Linked DNA regions of Mus musculus: region 1 is linked to region 2. The links are chromatin contacts, called in public Hi-C maps. All regions are on one chromosome and are shown on one strand. Each heading gives the region's core, a stretch centred on a gene start, on an enhancer-like site or on the middle of the called end of the contact. The rest is flanking DNA. Distances are from core to core; before and after follow the strand shown.

What was found. A called contact is a pair of places that touch in the nucleus more often than the background predicts.
Region 1: a contact with region 2 is called in a Hi-C map of cerebral cortex, with 2.3 times the contacts expected there. The contact joins two enhancer-like sites. A contact is called at or near these places in 1 of 15 datasets of contacts at CTCF or cohesin (pro-B cells), 14 of 484 Hi-C or Micro-C datasets (adipose-derived mesenchymal stem cells, bone marrow-derived macrophages, cardiac endothelial cells and 7 more) and 19 of 115 datasets of contacts at active chromatin or transcription factors (CD8 T cells, the HPC-7 cell line, the NIH/3T3 cell line and 15 more).

Annotation. Positions count from the first base shown.
Region 1 is chr8:117,372,828-117,377,415 of GRCm38.p6, reverse strand. Cmip (c-Maf inducing protein) reads right to left here. Exons shown (of 21, transcript NM_001163262.1): 2 at 216-341. Among named protein-coding and RNA genes, the nearest start is that of Gm39260, 48 kb to the left of the region's middle. Within about 2 kb of position 3,140, at least 56 of the 459 cell types and tissues checked have an H3K27ac peak or open chromatin away from gene starts, as enhancers often do. A contact at or near this core is called in cerebral cortex, embryonic fibroblasts and pancreatic cancer cells, where this site is marked.
Region 2 is chr8:117,277,227-117,281,959 of GRCm38.p6, reverse strand. The region is part of intron 1 of Cmip (c-Maf inducing protein); the gene reads right to left. Among named protein-coding and RNA genes, the nearest start is that of Cmip, 23 kb to the right of the region's middle. Within about 2 kb of position 2,944, at least 181 of the 459 cell types and tissues checked have an H3K27ac peak or open chromatin away from gene starts, as enhancers often do. A contact at or near this core is called in cerebral cortex, embryonic fibroblasts and pancreatic cancer cells, where this site is marked.

The DNA of each region.
Region 1 (4,588 bases), core at 1,891-4,390, 95 kb before region 2:
AGAGTTCAATTTTTCGAGACCCAGGAGGACGAGCAAGCTCCTAGACAGTGAGCAGCATGCAGCAGGTGTTTAATCCCTGCACGGCCCTCCCGAGAGTCTTTAATACCTTCGTGACTTTTAAGTTGACCAAAGCTAAGGTCTACAGAGGGAGCAGGTGAGAAGAGGATGAGGGACCGGGAGGAAAGAAACTGCTGGGTCATGCTTACTCTTCCTACCTGCAGCAGGACGGTCCCTCCGGGGATCGTGAGCTGTAAACAGTACTTCGGGGCGTTCTCCCAGGACAGCGGCTGAACGTCTTCAATGGCGCTGTAGGAGACCGAGTTTTCCATGTACCCAGACGGCTGTGCCAAAGAGAGAAAAACAAGAGCCTGTGAGAAGACAGCGCCATCACAGAAAGGAAGCTACCCAGGGACCAAAGGACCAGCTCTTGGCTGCCAGCATCCCGCTGTGGGGAGGGGCTGTGGAGGGAATTCATTCCACACCTAGGGTGCAAAATGAAGAAAAGGCAAGGGAACCCTCAGGTCAAAGGTGAGGGGTCACCCCCTGGTGACCACAGGCCCCAGCACAGGGCAGAGCTTGAATCTTAGCATCCCTCCCCAGTGCACCATCCTCCAAAGGCTCCTAACAGGTCCACCCCATGGAAATCACTCCTTACAGAAGCCTACAGACAGGACCTCTGACCCATCACGCTTCCTTGCCCCCAAAGCCCACAGAGCACATGCTGTCTTTCTTCAGTGCCCTGGACCACCACATGGCTCAATAGCATGTATTGAGAGAAAGCATAAGCATGGATCAGTGATAGGGGAAGAAGGCAAGACAGGCCTCAAGCCATCCATCCACACTGCCTCTAAGGGAGTCCCACCATCCCAGAGAAGCATCAGGGAAGCACATAGGCCATCGAGCCCTGCTAGGGTCTTCAATACCCCACATCCAAAATGCCAGAGGTCGGGGCAATCCGTGAAGACTGAAGACGTGCGGCAAGCTAAGACAAACGGCAACCTCCCACAGACCCCCATCATCGCACACACACATACACTGTTTCAGGAGCTCCAAGAGTGGAATGTCACAATGACTTTAGGGAGGAGGTGGCAGGGCCATCCATAGGGCACCCAGGTCTTGTGACCTTCCCACAGCTAAGAGTGAATGAATGTGTATACGATGCTATGCTGAAACAGGGAGGTGCGATTTAAAGTTCACAGCCTGGGTGAATATTTTCCCAGACACTTAGGCTTCTGATTTTTTTTTTTTCTTTTCCAACTGACAAGTACTGGCAGTGAGGGGAGCTGATGGCTAGACTGCCATCAGCCTGAAGTAAAGTGAATGACCAATGGAGGTTGGTTCAACAAGTATCCACTGAGCATCTAGCATATTCTAGGGGTTGTGGTGGGTATTGCATAAAACCGGAGTCCAGTGGGGTGAACAGACAACAAACAGAATATGGAGAATGAGGGGGGGGCAGTTGAGACGAGGATGGTGTATTGAATGGGGTATGGTGATGGGGCCATAGCATCAACTCAAAGCTAATGCAAAGGTCTGGGGACAGCGAGCGAGAGAGCTGAGGGAAGAGGTCAGGCAGAGATTAGGTAGCAGGTAGCACTTCTGGGGCCTAGGGACCACATCCCCATGAAGAAGGTGCGGCAGGAAATTCTAGCAGCATCACCGAAGCCACCAAGAACAGAGACAGGAGGACAGTGTTGGTGGGAGGTGGCTGGCCGCCGCAAGCCCTTCACACCAGTGTGCTGCTCCTCACTCCCCAGCAAGAGAAAGACCTGCAGACCCGTGTCCACCTGTGTAAGCCGCCCCTGTGCACAGAGGTTGCTGCGGGCAACCCCCACCCTACAACCTGGCCTGGCTGTTGCTGAAGCTGTGAGCAAAGCTTTCTGGGAAAGGGCCGGGGATAAATAAATAAGCACCCGTTGTTTTTTAAAAGCCAGACCGATCGCTTTTCCGCTGTCTGACTCAGCACTTGGCCCAAAGCAGTCTTCGGAGCCATTAAGACCTGTGTTTGAATCCCTTTACTGTGTGTCATTAAGACAGTTACAGCGCCTCTCTGAACCTGGTTCCTCTGACAGTAATTTCATAAACAGAACTGTGGAGAATATTCCAGGGGATCTAACTTGCCAAGGGCGTACTTAGCTCAGCATCTGGAACATACTGAAGAGACTGATGGAACGACTATAGTTTTTATCTCCAGCATCCTCTTCCCCAAACTCCAAAGCGCAAGTGAAGAAGTGCTCCTCCAGACACCTGCCTAAGCCGGACATCCCGAGGCTCACCTGCCATGCCAGCACTCAGAAGGCTGAGCATGCGAGGCCAGCCTGGGCTATCCAACAAGTTTGTGTGTCCAAAGCCGAAGGAGTACCCAGCACTCACGGGGGACAAGGAATACCTAAGCCAGGCTGAAGAGGGTTTAGGGGGACAGGATGATCAATTCTACTATGGAATCTAGGGACACACGGGGCTACTGGGAAACCAAGATGACTGACCAAGATAGTAACACAGAAGTACTGGGTCCCCAGGTCAGGGTCATGTTGGTACTAGTGTACCAACTAGTTGGCACTAGTGTAGAACACTACAGACGGGCAAAGTGGTATGGCACAAAGGATACTGTTCTTCTCTGCATACAAGGTTCCTCTGTGGTCACTGCAGTTGTTAAGCTACACTGACAACAGCCTCTACACCCAGAGAGTCCTCACTGGGACAGAAAATTCGAAGACATGTAGGGGCAGATGTGTCACACCCACTGAGACCATGCTGCCCACAGCAATGGTGACACAGGAGCCAGAGTCACCAGCAGACAAGAGGTGAATCAGAAAGTAGGACAACCAAGACTTCTACCACCAAGGGAGAATGGGAAATATAGCTCTCCGGCACAACTAAGAGAGATTACAGGCTTTCTAGAATCAGGCTCACAGCGCGAGGTTCCAGGGTACCCCTGGTGGAATCAGACAGGCAGCTATCACATCCTGGGTCTGTACCGAGCCAGACGGGAAGCTGTGGGCTGCAGGGGGTGGACAGGGCTGATGGGAGGGAGGCAGGGCATACTTGCTGGGGTGACTTGGAACCAGCTCACCCCAAAGGGCTGTCCCTCATGGTGGTACCATCCACCAGCTCTCCTGGAGCTGCACACTAATGGGTGGATGTCACTGTATGTAAATGACAACTCACACTTGACTAACAAATGCAAGCGTGGGAAGGTGAGGGACAGAATCTAAGCATGTGGATAAAATTAAATCAAGATCACTCAGGAACCAAGCCTGAAGGTTCAAACCTATAAACTCAGGGGGACTGAGGCAAGGTTACCAATTCAAGACCTGCAGGGACTGCAGGGAGGGTCCAAGGCCAGCCTGGGCAGGTGAGGTAGAGCCATGATATAAAATGTAAGAGGGCCAGAGATGCAACACAGCAGAAGACTGTTTGGCTATCAGGTTCGAGAATCTAGGTTCATTTCTCTCTCTCTCTCTCTCTCTCTCTCTCTCTCTCTCTCTCTCACACACACACACACACACACACACACACACACAAAATATTCATTAATACTCCAATATATTTCTTTCATTTAAATTTTGACTGTATGTAACTCTGATCTGAATACTGGGTACACAAATGTATGCTGTGCTGTGTACATGTGCCATGCAGAGGTATACAGAAGCCAGGGGACATTGAATGCCCCGTGATACAGTTATCGATTTTTGGTCACCCTCTTGAGTTAGGGTCTCACTAAACCTGCAGCTAGCCTGCTTCTGTCTAGTCTGATTTGGCTTCTGCGCTATGGGCCTCAACCTGTCTCTTCTGAGACACTGGAGTCACAGATGTGTATTGCCATGCCTGGCCTTTACATGAATGCTGGGGATTCGAACCTGTGTCTTTATGCTTGTAAAACAAGGTCTCTTACACTGCACCCATCTCTCAGGCTCTCCTGACTATTCTTAACTGGAACTTGTATTACTCTTTATCTACTGTGCACATATGTGTATGTACACACACACACACACACACACACACACACACACACACACACACAGTTTATATGTTGCAATCCACTTGTGGGAGTCAGTTCTCTCCTTCCACCCAGGGATCACGCTCAGGTCGTCAAGCCTGCTGCCTTTATGTCAGGCTTGCTGACTTTACCCTGTGAGTCATCTCAACGGCCCTAAACTTTTTTTTCCCTGAGTCCCAAATCAAAGAATGTGCTTGCGCTGTACCTACGAGCATCCACTCGGGAGTTTCTCTCTGCTCCCGCCGGTCTGCTTTGCATGAGCGATAAACAACTCCGAGGTGAACATCCCTGTGAAGCCTGTTTTTCTAGCCTATATTTAGGATTATTTCTTTAGGCCAGATTCCCAGAAATGGAATTACTGGGACAAAGGGTTAGAGCGTGTTTTCTGCTGTTGCCAAATTACTCTCATTAGAGAGATATTAAGGAGTCCTGGGAGCCCTGGCCAGGAATGAGGGACCCACTGCTGCCTCAGCTGGGCGCTACTTTCTGGCCACGTTCTAACAAGATGGCTTTGGCACTAGGGTTTCTGAACTAAGCACCATGTTGGGTCAGCATGTGTTGGGTACTAAGGATACAGACATCCAGCAC
Region 2 (4,733 bases), core at 1,695-4,194:
AGATTACCCAGAAGTCCTCTGGCCCTTCCCTTGCCTGCAGACTATCACAAGCCATTCACACAGAGAGACTGACACACACACACACACACACACACACACGCGCGCGCGCAGCTCTGTCCCACACAGCCTGTGGGTCAGAGCATTACTGGTCCACCATCCAGGCAGAATAAATAGTCAAGGGCCCTAAGTAAATACCATACTCAGCTCCACGCCAATTCTCCGTCCCGTGTCAACACCACACAGAAACTGGTAGAGCCTGAACTCAGGACAACGATCTCCAACAGCTGGATGCGCCTACTTTGGGAAGCCCTGACCCGCCCGCCCCTCCCGTTCTTGGGTCCAACTTTTCCCTGCATTCTTTATTTCTTTTTTTTTTTAAGATTTATTTATTTACTATATGTAAGTACATTGTAGCTGTCTTCAGACACTCCAGAAGAGGGAGTCAGATCTCATTACAGATGGTTGTGAGCCACCATGTGGTTGCTGGGATTTGAACTCTGGACCTTTGGAAGAGCAGTCGGGTGCTCTTACCCACTGAGCCATCTCACCAGCCCCGCATTCTTTATTTCTTGGTGCTGTTTCTGGGGCAAACTCTGGGCAAAGCGTTCTTACTCGGTCCTTTCTAGAAGCCTGTGGGATCCATCCCACAAAGTTGTTCTGATGTACTGCTGAGAAATAACGTCTCAGGGAGGTGACCAAAAGTCACACAAAGGACCAAGAGCATGGAGTCCTTCCAACGTTGAGTGCTCACCCATGATACCTGACCACAGCTTCTAGCCCAGCCACTTCCGGTTTTCCAGTACCACCCAGAGTCAAGTGCGAGCGGCCATCTCTCTCTCTGTTGGCCCATAATGGCAGCTTTTCCTAGTCCCAGGGGTATGGGGAGGACACAACAATGTGAAGTGAAGAACCCGGTCCTTCTCAGTCCAAACAAGAAAAACACGCCAAGGAAGCAATCTTAGGATTCTGCTTCCTTGTTCACATCCGAAGTCCCACAAGCCAGCACACAGGACAGCTCTCAGACCTGCACAGTGCTATCCACTCAATACAGCAGGGATGTAAGGTGCTGCCCCCCTGCCAATGCCCAGCACCTCGCACTTCCCAGGCCAGCCTTCTCTGTCTGGCCTAGCCACCTTCCCTACAGGGGACCTTGGCGCTTCCTGCAAGCTCCCATTCTGAGTCATCTTTGTTTGTGTTGGAGCCACAGAAGGTGAAGCCACCCTGCACCCCACCCTCCTCCGGCACCGCTCGCTCCCAGACTCCAGTGCATGCATCCAGCAGGTGCTCCATAGGTGCAAAGTTTAATGCTAAAGCCAGAAAACACACACTGGTAGGCAGGAAGAAGAAGTTGTTAAGCTAAGATTTCGCAAGAGGCCGGAGGGCCTGTCAGCTTACTGACTCCAACTTACAGGAGGGCTCCACCCTGGACCTCTCTGCAATACTAAGGAAACTGCCAAGGTTAGGCAGATGAACTTGGCAGGGCTGTGACTAGGGATACAGACACAGGCAGGAAGAAGATGGGGTGGGTGGGAATGGGTGAGTCCATCTGCTGTGGTTTGGATCTGAAATACCCTCCCCAAACACACGAACACATACACACACACACACACACACACACACACACACACACACACAAAACCATGTGTTTCCAAAGCGCTCAGGGCACTAGTTGGGGAAGCCGTAAGGACCTTCCAGACGTAAGGCCTTCTGTCAGAAGTAGGTCACTGGGGCTCGTGAATGATATAACTCACCTCTGCTTCCTGGTGGCCTGCCATACATAGCCCCCACCCTGAGCTCCTACAGCCATACATGAGGCCGGTCCACCAAGCCTACTCTGCGGAGCTGAGCTAAAGAGCCCCCGACTGTGACCCCCAGATACCCTTCTCGTCCCTTAAACGGTGTTTTTACCACTGTGAGGGACAAAGAGACTAACAAGACAGCCTCACGCTTTATTCTTGAGAGAGATGAGCCTTTGCCAACACCTGGGCAAGAGCGACAACGGGCCCGCCCACTGCCTCTCTGCCCTGTGATGCCAACTTTGCCATCTCAAGATGCAAAGGACCACGGCGCCCTCTCCTACACTGAGTACCTCCAGGGACCTCCATCAGAGAAAAGAGCACAGCAGTCAGCTGGCAGAGCAAGCAGAATAAATCTTTCCTTCCTGGATCTTAACTGCACGGGCACACATGATACACTGATGGTGGACACCCCAATCCTCCCATGTCCCCCAAAAGAGGGAGACTAAGGTTGTCCCCCTCTGCCAAGGGTGTTCCGCATCAAGCCCATACCTAGGGCACATGGCTTCACCCACCTCCTCAATTCATCAAGTACCCCATTTGTAGACAAGAGAGGCCAGAGTGCTCACAGGACCACAAAAAGACCTGCCTAGGTCCCCAGGTGACCATCAAGCCATGCTGTCTGTCACCACACTCCCCAGCCCCATTTGGCACACAGACAGAGATGAACAGAGACCTCTCAAAGGCTGTATAGCTCAACTGGTAAAAGGCCTTGCCTGGCAAGTATGGAGCCCTGTACTCTATCCCAAACAGAAATTTGGTGTGGTAGCAACACTCTGGTAAGTCCAGCCTGGGGGCCGGGGGGTGGGGGTGGGGGTGGGAGATGTGTAGAGGCAGGAGGATCAAAAGTTCTCCTTGGCTATACAGTGAGTCCAAGGCCAACCAGGGCTACATAAGACTGCCTTAAAAAGTAAAATAAAATAGAAGGAAACCTCTCAGAACCCAAGAAGGCCCTGCTGTGCCAGGGCCTGCGCGTGTCAGATGGGTGTTTTTGCCCTTCTGTCTAATGCCTGGCATGTCCCGTTCACTTCAGCCCTCTATGCAGAAGATTTGGCCCAAAATGAGGCCGAAGAAGAGGAAAAGGCCTGGCCAGCCACCACAAACCCCAGCTGAGCTTTTCCTAATGCAAGAACAACGGCCTCTTTCAAGAGGGGCCCTTTTGTTCCGGTTCTCGGGGAGGAGACAGACTCTAACCCGGGGACAGCTTGGCTACACAGCTTCAGCCAAACATATCCCGGGGAAAGACATTACCCTCCCAAACCTACTACACGAACCTGAGGAACACCGCGCCACCGGTGCGGCGCGGGCGACATAAAAGTAAAACCATTCACTCTACGTCAAGGCCCGATGACAGTGCCATCCACCCTGCAGAGAACAGGGAACACAAGGCCAGCGGAGGTTTACATGAATGAGCAATCGGCCAGGCTTCCCAGTGACCCAGAAAGCGAACGCAGGCAACATACACCACAAAGACAAGTCAGCCCAGACTTCCCAAGAGCAGTGCTGGTAAATGGGAGAGGTCCTTTCATCAACCATTAAAAGAAAAACCAGGGCAGCAGATGAGGCTAGCTCTGTCAGAAAAACTCTCACCAATGGCCTGAGTACCACCCCAAGAATCCAAGAGAACTGAGCTCGCACACTCCCACATACACACAATACTGAATTTAATGTGGTTTGAAAGGGACACCAGCTGCATGCTACATGATAAGGAGGGAACCTGGAAACGTCACGCTATGTGGTATACACCGGACGCGGTGGGTTCTGTTAGTCTCCCGGTCTGACCCAGGTACCTCCAAACCACCAGTTCCGAGAGCAGTGCTCTCAAGGTAAGCTGGGGAATGTTTAGTACGAGTGATGCTGAGGAGGATAAAAAAGTGAGAGTGGGATATGGAGAGTGGAGACAAGCCACAGCACACCGGAGAGAAAGACCACACCCCCGGAACCCTGACTGCACCTGACGCCCTCCCCAGAATGCTTACAGCTATGATCGGCATTCTGGTATGTACGTCACCACAATGAGAAGCAAATAAAAATGCACACACCTGCAATGTCAGCACCTTTAATCTCAGAGGCAGAGGCAGGCAGCTCTCTCTGAGTACAAGGCCACCCTAGGATACGTATCAAGTTCCTGGACAGCCAGGGCTACAGACTGAGACTCTGCCTCAGAAATAAATATTGGGGGGCTGGAGGGATGCCTCAATGGTTAAGAGCACTGGCTGCTCTTTCCAAAGGTCATGAGTTCAATTCCCAGCAACCACATGGTAGCTCACAACCATCTATAATTGGATCTGACACCCTCTTCTGGTCTGTCAAGGGCAGCATGCTCATAGACATAAAATAAATAAATCTTTAAAATAAATTAAATAAATAAATGTTGAACTGACTTTTAATATGGAAACAGGAATGAGTGGGTGAGTGACAGGGTGGGCGTAGAGCCCTCCCCTCCCTCCTGGTCAAGCTACCTGGGATCTGATAGAGGCTTGGGTGGGGGTGGTACTTGGGTCACTCTCTTCCAGGATCTCTAACTAGACACCAGATCAGGTCTAAGCCGCCTCTGGAGGCCCCTAGAGCATACCTCCAGGTCATGAGGTCAGAAAGCAACTTCTAGAACAGCCCGAGCTAGGCTCAGACAGCTTGTACATGTACCCCACTCAAGCCCTGCTCACTACAACAGAAGGTGCTGGCTCTACAGCCTCCTTTTCTGCACCCAGACTCCCACTTCCAACCCCCTGCAAGGCCATCGAACAGAGGGAGACAGAGGCAAGATCATGCCAAGCCTAATGGCCTTAGATCCATCCCTGGGACCTACCCGGCAGAAGACGGAATAGACTCCCAAAGGTCTTCCTCTTTACCTCCGATCTTCATACATACACTGTGGCGTACACAGGCTCAGAGAGAGAGATGAACACACACACAGAGAAGAGTATATACTTTTAA